Linked DNA regions of Sus scrofa: region 2 is linked to region 1. The links are chromatin contacts, called in public HiChIP or PLAC-seq maps. All regions are on one chromosome and are shown on one strand. The core of a region is the stretch at or near the end of the contact, and the rest is flanking DNA. Distances in the headings are between cores, read along the strand shown. Region 1 overlaps NCOA1 (nuclear receptor coactivator 1). Region 2 has its middle 78 kb from the start of ITSN2.

Region 1 (5,858 bases), core at 1,808-4,307:
ATCACATAGAGTATTTGCTGACTGACCAAATTGACAGGAATTTTTCAGTTTGGAGGAGAGTTTAGAGATGAGCCAGACTTCACAGAAAAACTAAAACATAAAATATGAGAATTGTAAATTATAGCCCATACTGTGACTCATTTGTGAACTATATTTATACAGCCATGGTAACATAGATATCAAATATTGACTGCTCTAAAATTTATTCTAACTATACTGTGAGGATGGAAAGAGAGGAAATGTTTGTCTAAATGGTTGATGTAAGTAAGTTCTTAACTCTCGTTACAGCATGGTAATAAGTTATGTATAACATGGACATGGTCAGGATATAGCAAATAAGCACATTGAGAGATATGGAGTGTATTTGTTAGGATACAGGCAAGGCTGCTAGAGCAAGAGACCCAGAGTACCAGTAGCTTTAATGAGATAATCTAGGTATGCGTCAAGGTTCAGATTCCTTCTGTCTCGTTTGCTGTACCATTCCTATGGTGTTGATGTGATCAGACATGGCTCCCCTCGTCCACATCCCAGCTGACAAGAAGGGGAAAGAAGAAAACGAGAAGGCATGCATGCTTCTTTCCTTTTAAGGTCAGGACTCAAATTGCTTGCCGTTTCTGTTCAGTGTCATCTGGCCACTCCTGCCTTAGGTTTTGCCTAAAATTTTAAGTGCTTTGCTTTTCACGAGTAGTTACTTAATGTACTCAGACCTGATGGCTTATGGTTTAGAACTATTTAAAAAACAAAACCAGGAGTTCTCATCGTGGTGCAGCGGAAACGAATCTGACTAGGAACCATGAGGTTGCGGGTTCGATCCCTGGCCTCACTCAGTGGGTTAAGGATCTGGTGTTGCCGGGAGCTGTGGTGTAGGTCGCAGTTGTTGCTTGGATTCTGCGTGGCTGTGGCTGTGGTGTACGTAGGTCAGCAGCTGTAGTTCCGATTCTGTCCCTGGCCTGGGAACCTCCATATGCTGTGGGTGTGGCCCTAAAAAGCAAAAAAAAAAAAAAAAAAAAAAAAAAAAAACCAAAACCAAACAAACAGAAAAACCTGTCTTAATGTTATGAAGACATGAAATGAGGAAGGAAGTACATCTTAGAACTAAATAAGAAACTCTTATGCCATAATAATTCGAAAATAAATAACCCAATTAAAAAATAGGCAAAGGCCCTGGATAGACAGTTCCTTAAAAAAGACATATAAACAAGCAAAAAGCACATGAAAAATATGCTCAATATTATTAGCCATCAGAAAAATACAAGTAAAAACCACAGTGAGAGACTGCTCTATGCTTGTTAGGGTAGCTATAATAAGAAAGATAATAACAAGTATTAGTAAGAATGGGAGAAATTGGAACTCTCATGCATTTCTGGTGGTAATGTAAATTTGTCCGTCCACTTTGGAAAACAGTCTGGTAGTTTCTCAAAATGTTAAACATAGAGTTACCATATGGCCCAGCATATCTACTTGCAGGTATATACCCAAGAGAAATGAAAACATTTATACACAAAAACTTGTCCATAAATGTTCATAGCAGTCTTATTCACAAAAAGCAAATAAGTGGAAACAACCTATATATCTATCAACTAATCAAATAAAATGAAGTATAACTCAATTAAAAAATGGACAGAAGACCTAAATAGACATTTCTCCGAAGAAGACATACGGATGGCCAACAGGCGTATGAAAAAATGCTCAATATCACTAATTATTAGAGAAATCAAAACTGTAATGAGGTACTGCCTCACACCAGTCAGAATGGCCATAATTAACAAGTCAACAAATAATAAATGCTGGAGAAGGTGTGGAGAAAAGGGGTACCCTCTTCCACTGTTGGTGGGAATGTAAATCAGAACAACCACTATGGAAAACTGTATGGAGATACCTCAGGAAACTAAATATAGAGCTACCATATGATCCAGCAATTCCATTGCTGGGCATATATCCAGACAAAACTTTCATTGGAAAAGACGCATGTACCCCTATGTTCATAGCAGCACTATTCACAGTAGCCAAGACATGGAAACAACCTAAATGTCCATCGACAGATGAATGGATTAAGAAGATGTGGTACATATACATAACGGAATATTACTCAGTCATTAAAAAAAGACAAACTAATGTCATTCGCAGGAACATGGATGGATCTAGAGACTCATGCTAAGTGACATAAGCCAGAAAGAAAAAGACAAATACCATATGATATCACTTATTTGTGAAATCTAAAATATGGAACAGATGATCCTATCTCAATATAACAGACAAATAGGCAAACAAAAAACAAAAACAAATCATGGCCAAAAAGAGCAGACTTGGGGTCCTTGGAGTGGGGGACAAGGGAGGAAGTGGGAGGGATGGGCATTTTGGGGGTTTGAGGGTTACAAACTATTATATTTGGAATGGATGGGCAATGGGATCCTACTGCCTACTGTACAGCACAGGGAAATGTGTGTGATTGGGTCACTTTGTTGTACAACAGAACTTGATGAAACATTGTAAATAACTATACTTTAATGATAATAAAATTTTAAAAAAAGATTTTCCACTTTAAAAAAATGAAGTATACTTATACATTGGAATGTTACTTAGCAATAAAAAGGAGTGAAGTACTGATAAATGTTTCAACATATGCTTGAAAATATTATGCTAAGCAAAAGAAGCCAGTCACAAAGGACCACATATGATTCCATTTATATGAAATGTCCAGAATAGGCAAATCTAGAGACAGAAAGTAGATTGGTAGTTCCCTTGGGCTTAGAAGTGTTGGGAAATTAAGGAGTGACTGCTAAAGGGTATGTGGTTTCTCTTTGGGGTGATGAAAATGTTCTAAAATGCATTGTGATGACGGTTGCACAACTCTGTGAAACCATTGAATTGTATGTTTTAAATACATCAGTGGTATGCTGTATGAATTATATTTCATTAAAGCAGTTAGTATAAATACTACATGAGATAGTTTGCACTCGGTTTGCAAAAATTAAAAGCTACAGTGAAATCAGGTGTTAGTGAGCATACAGAAAAACAGAAACCCTCGGAGTTCCTGTTATGGCACAGCGGAAACAAATCTAAGAACCATGAGGTTGCTGGAGTTCCTGTCGTGGCGCAGTGGTTAACGAATCTGACTAGGAACCATGAGGTTGCGGGTTCAATCGCTGACCTTGCTCAGTGGGTTAAGGATACGGCGTTGCCATGAGCTGTGGTGCAGGTAACAGATGCAGCTCGGATCCCACGTTGCTCTGGCTCTGGCTGTGGCTCTGGTGTAGGCTGGTGGCTACAGCTCCGATTAGACCCCCACCCTGGGAACCTCCATATGCCGCGGGAGTGGCCCTAGATAAGGCAAAAAGACAAAAATAAATAAATAAATAAGAACCATGAGATTGCAGGTTCAATCCCTGGCCTCGCTCAGTGGGTTAAGGATCTGGTGTTGTCGTGAGCTGTGGTGGACATGGCTCAGAACCTGCGTTGCTGTGGCTGTGATGTAGGCCGGCAGCTATAGCTCTGATTAGACCCCTAGCCTAGGAACCTCCATATTCCACAGGTACCATCCTAAAAAGACAAAAACAAAACAAAACAAAACAAAAAAACGAAAAGAAAAACAAAACCCCTCATATGTTACCAGTGGTACAACATCTTTGAAGAGCAATTTGTCAAACTTAATACTGTTGAAAATACATAGACCCTGTGATCCAGCAACTTCAATTCTAGTATTTACCTTAAAGAAACTCACAAATATGCAAAAGAGGAAATACTGAAAATAATTTATTACAGCACTGGATATAGTAGTCAAAAGGTCTACCAGCAGGGGAATAGGAAATGAACTGTGGATTATTCGTATGATACTATACAGCAGTTCAGATGAATGAGTCAAATTCATATGTATCAGTGTAGTTAAATCTCAAACATAATATTGAGTGGGAAGTCTGTGTCTTATGTAAACATTAAAACAAAAAATAATATATTCATAAAATCATGCATATGTAGTTGAAATATAAAAATATGCTAAGAAATGTTTATGCTTGGATTACTGATTACTTTTGAAAAGGGACAGAGGAAGAATGGTGGTAGAGCTATAGCTCTTTTCCTGAAGCTTTATATTTATTTAAAAAGGGAAAACCTGAAGCAAATAATGTTACATCTATGAAAAATGAATGGTGGAAATGTGTGCTATGTCACTTTTGTATTTTTGGTATATTTGGAATATTTCGTATTTTAAAATGAAAAAATAAATCTCTGTTCAATAATACCATATTTGGTTTTTGGTGAGCTAACTAAGTCTGACAGATTGGAAACTTTTATATAGGTCTGCTGCTACTTTAAGACAATGGATGGATTTTTCAACATCACCACACAAAAAAATTGCAAATTATTTAGCAGTTGAAGTTTTATCAATCAGATCATCATAACATGAATGTGATACGTTAGCTAGTTCATAGAGGCTCATAGCAACTTATCTTTACTCTGTCTTCAATAGCAGTTTATCAAATCAGAAAAAGAGAAAAAATAAAGGAAATAATTATTCTTTTAAAATTTATCCATGTCTTTCTTTTGGTTTAGATTTTTTTAAGGCTATTTTCTCCATTTGTTGGAACACTGGGCATGATAGGTCAGAATTCACATCCTCCTGCTGCCACTTATTTATACAATTTGGGACACATTACTTAACCTTTGTGAACCTCAGTTTTTATCATCCAAAAAATGAGTATAATTAAGATTAAATGTGAAGGTGTCTAGGTAAAGAATAAATGTTATTTGAATCTGAAATTAGGTGGATTTATGTATTCATAAACTTGCCATTATGGAAATTAGCTCTTTTTGGATGTGGACTTTTGTTTCTTTGTTACAGAGAAATCAACAACTGATGATGAAGTACAGAAATCAGATATCTCGTCGAGTAGTCAAGGGGTGATAGAAAAAGAATCCTTGGGACCTCTTCTTTTGGAGGTAGCTGTTCTCATTGTCTCAGAAAAAGTGATCAAAACCTTTGTTCTAATTTGGGTTTTTTCCTTATCTTCATGTTTTCCATGCAATTAATAAATTATAAAACATGTAAAGTTTTAAAGAACTTTTAATAATGATTTTGGAAACTATTTTGACAGTTATTATTACTTCAGAATTAAATATGAATAATGAACATGAGAAATTTTCAGAAAAGCATTCTAATGGTCAGATTGAAAACTGCAGATTAACTGTCTGGCTTTGCTGTTTCTAGAGTAGTTAGGACTAGTTGGGAAAATAAACTTTTAGAATTATTTAGCTAGCTAGTGCTAATTTCTGCCATAGTATTTCACTTTTGAGTAAGAGATACCTCACTTTATTGCAGTAGGTGTTTGAAGTTTTCTGACTAAAAATTTTTAATTATTTATATAAAACATTGTAAGAGAACTTACTAGTTTAACAACTCTCTTTCAGACTTTTTAAAATGAAGAATTTTTAATCTTGAATTACTTTGTAACTACTGTGTAATTTTCACCCATTTTTTCCTGTCTCTTCTTTACTCCCTCTGTTCTCAACACAGATGTTTTGTTTCCAAGCAAGCTCATCACCTTGTGTTCCCTCTCATACATGAATGTTTAAAAACGCGTCTGTGTGTGTGCACGTACACATTCAGTCCCTACAATTTAGGCCTTTCTAACTCTAGGCCTAATTTTATTTTTTATATATGTATGTTTATTATATACATATATGTACTTAAATAAATATAAATATATAAATAAATGCTCCTTTCCTTGTCCTGCCTCAGGGCCCTCCTTTCTAGCGAAGCCTTCCTAACAACTCAGACTTGTATAGGCCTCTTGAATTTCGTTTATACACTTTTTTCCTATTACCCTAACCATTCCTCTGTGTATTAACCGTAATTCCCTCCA
Region 2 (5,858 bases), core at 1,421-3,920, 200 kb before region 1:
ACCTTTCCAGGTTACCACAGGATAACTGGTGTTTACTGCTATGACTTTTAAATTCATTTTTTGTTTGTGACATCTGTAGTTTCTTCTTTTTTTTTCTTTCTTCCTTTTTCTTAATCTTGACGGTATAATTAAAATTTTGTATTATACCACATTTTAATATCCTTATAGTAAGAGTTGGTCCCCAGTATCTTAATACCCATGTTGTCAGAACCAAAACACCCCCCATAACAATGTCAGTGTTGACTCTATTAATCTCATACCCTGACCCATTTCACTAGGCATGATATTCTCTTGGCCTATCCACATTGCTGCAAATGGAAACTTAAAAAAAAAAAAAAAAAAAGGGACTTCCTGTCATGGTGCAGTGGTTAACAAATCCGACTAGGAACCATGAGGTTGCAGGTTCGATCCCTGCCCTTGCTCAGTGGGTTAAGGATCCAGTGTTGCCGTGAGCTGTGGTGTAGGTCGCAGATGCGGCTCGGATCCCATGTTGCTGTGGCCCTGGCATAGACTGGTGGTTACAGCTCCGATTCGACCCCTAGCCTGGGAACCTCCCATATGCTGCGGGAGCGGCCCAAGAAATGGCAAAAAGACAAAAAAAAAAAAAAAAAAGAATTTCAGTCTTTCAGAAAATTACACATATTTTGAGATAGAGAATGAATGTAAGAATTAAGAATGTAAAAAATCCAAAGGAGAGAGCAAATAAACACTGATGTTATTTTATTTTGTTTTATTTTTTAGGGCCACACCCATGGCATATGGAAGTTCCCAAGCTAGGGGTCAAATCGGAGCTGCAGCTTCTGGCCTACCCCACAGCTCACGTCAACACTGTATCCTTAACCTGCTGAATGAGGCCAGCCGTGGAACCCTCATCCTCTTGGATACTCGTCGGGTTCGTTATCACTGAGCCACAACAGGAACTCCTAAACACTGATTTTAAAATGACAAAATTTGGCAGGGAAGCCCATAATATTTCCCCACCCATTAAGATAGAAATGTGAATGGAAAGCATTGATTTTCAAAAATCTTCCTGATTATGTCTTTCTCTGATCCTATTTCTAACTCTCTTCCCTTCAATAGATTCTTCTTTCATAGTCCAGAGTGTGCTGAATGTAGAGTTCCAGACCATGTCCTAGGCTTTTGTTTTCCAAATATTTCTCCTCCTATCCTTTCATGCCCAACCCTGAGCTATAATTTTAGATCTCATTCTACTTGGCAGCTGGTTTCTGATTACCCAGCCACTCCCTTTGCCTATCATCTGACTATGCTTTCCAGACTTATCTTGATAATTCTAGTGCTAATTTCATACCTTTACTCTCCAAAGTTGCTTGCTATTCTTAGCCTTCCAAATCTCCATGCCAAAAGGGTTGGTGGGGGAGGGATAAATTTGGAATTTGGCATTAACATGTACAGACTACTATATGTAAAATAGATAAGCAACAAGGACCTACTGTATACCACAGGGAGCTATATTCAATATCTTGTAATAACCTAAATGGAAAAAAAAAGTTTGGTGGAAAGTTAGTCTCTTTATGGGTAGAACTTTGATAGATGGAAAGAAAATGAGGTTCCATGCAGGAGGGGCTATGAGAGAATTAGTGCAACTACGGTGGAAGCAGGAAGACCTTATGTTGTAAAGTAAAACTACTTCTTGATTCTCATATTTCATTTTTTCAGGTCCATACACATTATTACTTCTCCTTTTGTGTAACCAATGGTGCTTCTGATTACAATCTGCCAAGGGATTTCTGTTGCATTAGAACAAAATTTAAATTCCTTATAATGGCCTACAAAGACCAACACGATCAGTTCCTGCCAACTCTCCAGTCTCGTCTCTGTACATTCCTTTCAATGTGTAAATTCAGATATTCTCTTATTTCTAGCCATTTTTCTCAGATTATGATTTTAAATATTTCTTTTTTTATGTTTTGTTTTTATTCTTTGTGGCCTCTTAATTATCCACATGTTGGATCTTCTATGCTTATTGCCTGCATTTTCCTCTCTGATTCAACTTTGAATAAAACAGCTATCACTTCAACTCACGCATTGACGTATGCTTGTATGTCCCTCCATCAGGAATACAAAGACCCAAGAACAAAATACAGCAAACATGTTGCATTTTTCTTTTTATGAGCTAATTATATGTGGAGGTGACTCACAGAGTGAAAATAACTTGATGAAAGCAAGGGGTTCAATATATAATTAACTACTAAAATAAGGGTAAAGATATTAGATGACATAGGATTGAATTGTGTAGCTAATAAAAAGAAGGCTACTGGTAAAATCCAGGCATAATGGGAAGAAATCTTGTCTTTTCCATTTATTTATCAATGCTCATATTGATCTACATTTCAACACATTGCCAATGTATTTATACTTCACATTTCTTGTCTTCATACTACTCTACAAGTTTTCCCCTGAAAGATGTTTGATGCTTATTCTGTGTTTCCTCAGAATTGTGTACAAAATTCCATCATAGCATTAAATATAGGGTTGTCATTGGCTCAGATCAGGGGCTCTAAAGTCACGTAGACTTGGTAGAATCTCAGCTCCACCATGTATTAACTTTGCGACTTCAACCAAATTTCTTTTTCTTCTTCTTTTTACAGTTGTATGTGCAACACATGGAAGTTCCCAGGCTAGGGGTTGCGTCAGAGCTGCAGCTGTCAGCCTACGCCACAAACACAGCAACCACCAGATCCGATCTATGTTTGTGACCTACTCCATGACTTGTGGCAATTCTGGATCTACTGGATCTACCTACTGAGTGAGGCCAGGGATTGAACCCACATCCTCAAGGATACTAGTCAGGTTCTTAACCCGCTGAGCCACAATGGGAACTCCTCAACCAAATTTCTTAGCCTATGACTTTTCTTCATCTGTCAGGTGGGGGTAAGAATAGATTGTTGTAAATCCTAAATTGGATAATGTGAGTGAAGTGATTCGTATAGCATCTGTCACATAGTAAATGTCAACTCATCTTTACAAGCACCTCTCTGTCTCCCCTACTGGGCAGTGGTCTCTAGGAAGACAAGGAGCTAGACTTAGTAAGCTTGTTGAGTGAATTTGTAGCTCTATGTAATAGTCCTTTTACTTCACTATCTAGAAGACTCTTCTAATAAGGAGAGAAAATCTCTGAATAGCCTATCTTGTGCCATGTGATAGAGTGTGCTTTGGGGTAAACAGTCTAGTTACTGATATCTGAACCTCTCCCTACCTGTGATCTAGGGAACTTTATTGATCTGGGTTTTCACAAAATTCTTGTGTCCATTAGTTTTTTTTTTTTTTTTTTTTTTTTGTCACCTTCCTTATTGAACATGTGTCTGCATTTTTCTGAGATGGCTAATCATTTTTCTTTTAAATTCGCCTTTAAATCCTTCTTCCAGAGCACCCTGAATGCAGATTGAGTCATTTGCATTTGGTTACTTTGAGAAATTTAAAAATGCAATTACAGAGCACATTTTCCTCTTTCCTCTAGTTACTTCAGTATTACATTTCCCGTGAAGTTTAAGAGTTTAAAGAGGGAACAGCAACCCACCAATCTTTTCCTTGACTTACTGCAATAATCTAAATAGTCCCTTTAAAAGAAAAGTGTGGACATATTTATGTAAATATAGGTATAGTCATAAATATATGTATAGCTATACATGTTGTTTTATATGTGAATGAAAATATCTAGAAGAATATATCTCAAAAAGTTAACAGTAGGTGGTGATATTACGAGTGCTTATTTTTTTCTTTATGCTTTTCAACACAAATCTTTGTTGGGTTAGTTTACATTCTGTTCTCACTTTAGCTATGCTAAAGTCCTCTCAGAGACTGCTAACTGTCTTCGAAGTCCTTTTCCCCATTCTTCTTTAGTAATAGAATTTTTAGCTGAGCACAGGGATGCCCAGAATAAAGATTACATTTTACAGCCTCCCTTGAAACTAGATGTAGCCATGTGTCTACCTTCTGGTAAATGAGATGTAATTAGAAATGTCATATGCGATTTGGGGAAAGGGCTCTTGAATGGAAGATGCACATTCTCCCTCCTTTCTTCCTCCTTCTTACTGACAGGGAAGCAGATATAAGGGCTAGAAGTTGAGCAGCCCTTTGGACCATGAAGATAAAGGTCACACCCTAGAGATAGCAAACCGGAAAGCTAAAAGAAGCTAGAAGAAGTCTGGATCCATGATAACTTTGTGGACCTTGCCATACCAGCCCACGAATCTCATCTCTGGGTGTTTTACATGAGAACAACATGTATGGTTAAGCAATTTGTGTGTGTGGTGTGTGTGTGTGTGTGTGCTGCTTTGTTTAAGCCATTGTTCATTTGGATGTTATAGTATAGTAAAATCAAATCCTGACATGGAATTAGTGTGTAATTCACATTTTCTTTTGCCTCACAGGTGAAGAATTTATATTAATGGTCTTCCCTGGACATATTTTCTGTAAGTAAACTGTAGAGCTTGGATTCTTAAGTTTTAAGACTGCTCAATTTCATAAAGATCTGGTTCATTGGAAATAGTGTATCTTTATCAGGACAGACATAAAAGAGTATTCATGGCAGAATCCATTTGTAATAGCAAAAATTTATTTATTTATTGGGAGTTCCCATCATGGCTCAGCAGAAACGAATCCAAGTAGCATCCATGAGGACGCGAGTTCGATCCCTGGCCTCACTCAGCAGGTTAAGGATCTGGCGTTGCTGTGAGCTGTGGTATAGATACCATGTTGCTGTGGCAACGGTGTGGGCCAGTAGCTGCAGCTCTGATTCAACCCCTAGCTGGGAACCTCCATATGCCACAACCTAATTTTTAAAGTTTTAGAGTATGCCTTTTTGTGTGTGTGTCTTTTCAGGGCCACACTCACGACAGAAACTCCTGTAATAGCAAAAATTTGGACAGTACTGATGAAAAGTAACTAAATAAAATTGTGGTACATTCCTGCTATTGAATATTATACAACAGTAAAATGAATTAACTATAACTACAACAGTATTGGTAAATACAGGTAACATAAGGTTGAGCCAAAGGAACAAGTCCCAGAAGACAACATATAATATAAGTTAAAACATAAATAAACTAGCCTATTGTTTAGACCCCACATATGTGCAATAAAGTGTAAAGAAAATCAAGGGTATAATAAAAGCAAAATTTAAGAGAACTGTTACTACTGCGAGGAAGGTTGGGGAATGGGGTAAAGGAGGAACATAAGTCATGGAGGTCTTTTAGCTCCCGAGTTGAGAGGTGGGTCCATGAGTGCTTTATTATATTATTATAATAATAGAGTATAAAATGAAGTTTATGAAAGGACTGAAGGACCAATCGCAGTCCTGGATTTGTAACACACCATTAATGTGAATCAGGACAATGATAATCCAGTTTTGTGCTTCTGAAGTTTATAAAACAATCATATCACTTATGAAGACGCCTATTAGGCAGGCCTGGTTTAATTTCTACAAACCAGGCAGCAAGGATGGATATGTTTCTATTTGTATATCCAACTGTTTCCCAACCCAGGTTTTTAAAAATAAGCTTTTAATTTTAGAATAGTTTTAGAGATACAGAAAAGTTGCAAAGATTGTACAGCATTATTGTAAACCTTCCACCAACCACCAACCCTTTTCTCCCTACTGTTAACATCTTACATTATATGGTACATTGTTCCAGTTAATGAACCAATGGAAATACATTATTATTATTGCTATTATTATTATTAACCCTAACCAGCCTTTTTTTTTTTTTTTTTTTTTTTTTAACTTTTTAGGGCCATGCCTATGGCACATGGAAGTTCCCAGGCTAGAGGTCGAATCAGAGTTACAGCGCTGGCCTGCACCACAGCCACAGCAACATGGGATCCAAGCCACATCTGTG

What was found. HiChIP or PLAC-seq counts read pairs in DNA pulled down with a chosen protein or histone mark.
Region 2: a contact with region 1 is called in an H3K27ac HiChIP or PLAC-seq map of alveolar macrophages. The contact joins two enhancer-like sites. A contact is called at or near these places in 2 of 2 datasets of contacts at active chromatin or transcription factors (alveolar macrophages and skeletal muscle).

What each region holds. Positions count from the first base shown.
Region 1 is chr3:114,081,255-114,087,112 of Sscrofa11.1, reverse strand. It overlaps NCOA1 (nuclear receptor coactivator 1), which reads left to right. Exons shown (of 19, transcript NM_001025228.1): 3 at 4,838-4,935. Among named protein-coding and RNA genes, the nearest start is that of NCOA1, 15 kb to the left of the region's middle. Within about 2 kb of position 3,057, at least 1 of the 83 cell types and tissues checked has an H3K27ac peak or open chromatin away from gene starts, as enhancers often do. A contact at or near this core is called in alveolar macrophages, where this site is marked.
Region 2 is chr3:114,282,608-114,288,465 of Sscrofa11.1, reverse strand. No RefSeq gene overlaps it. Among named protein-coding and RNA genes, the nearest start is that of ITSN2, 78 kb to the left of the region's middle. Within about 2 kb of position 2,670, at least 2 of the 83 cell types and tissues checked have an H3K27ac peak or open chromatin away from gene starts, as enhancers often do. A contact at or near this core is called in alveolar macrophages, where this site is marked.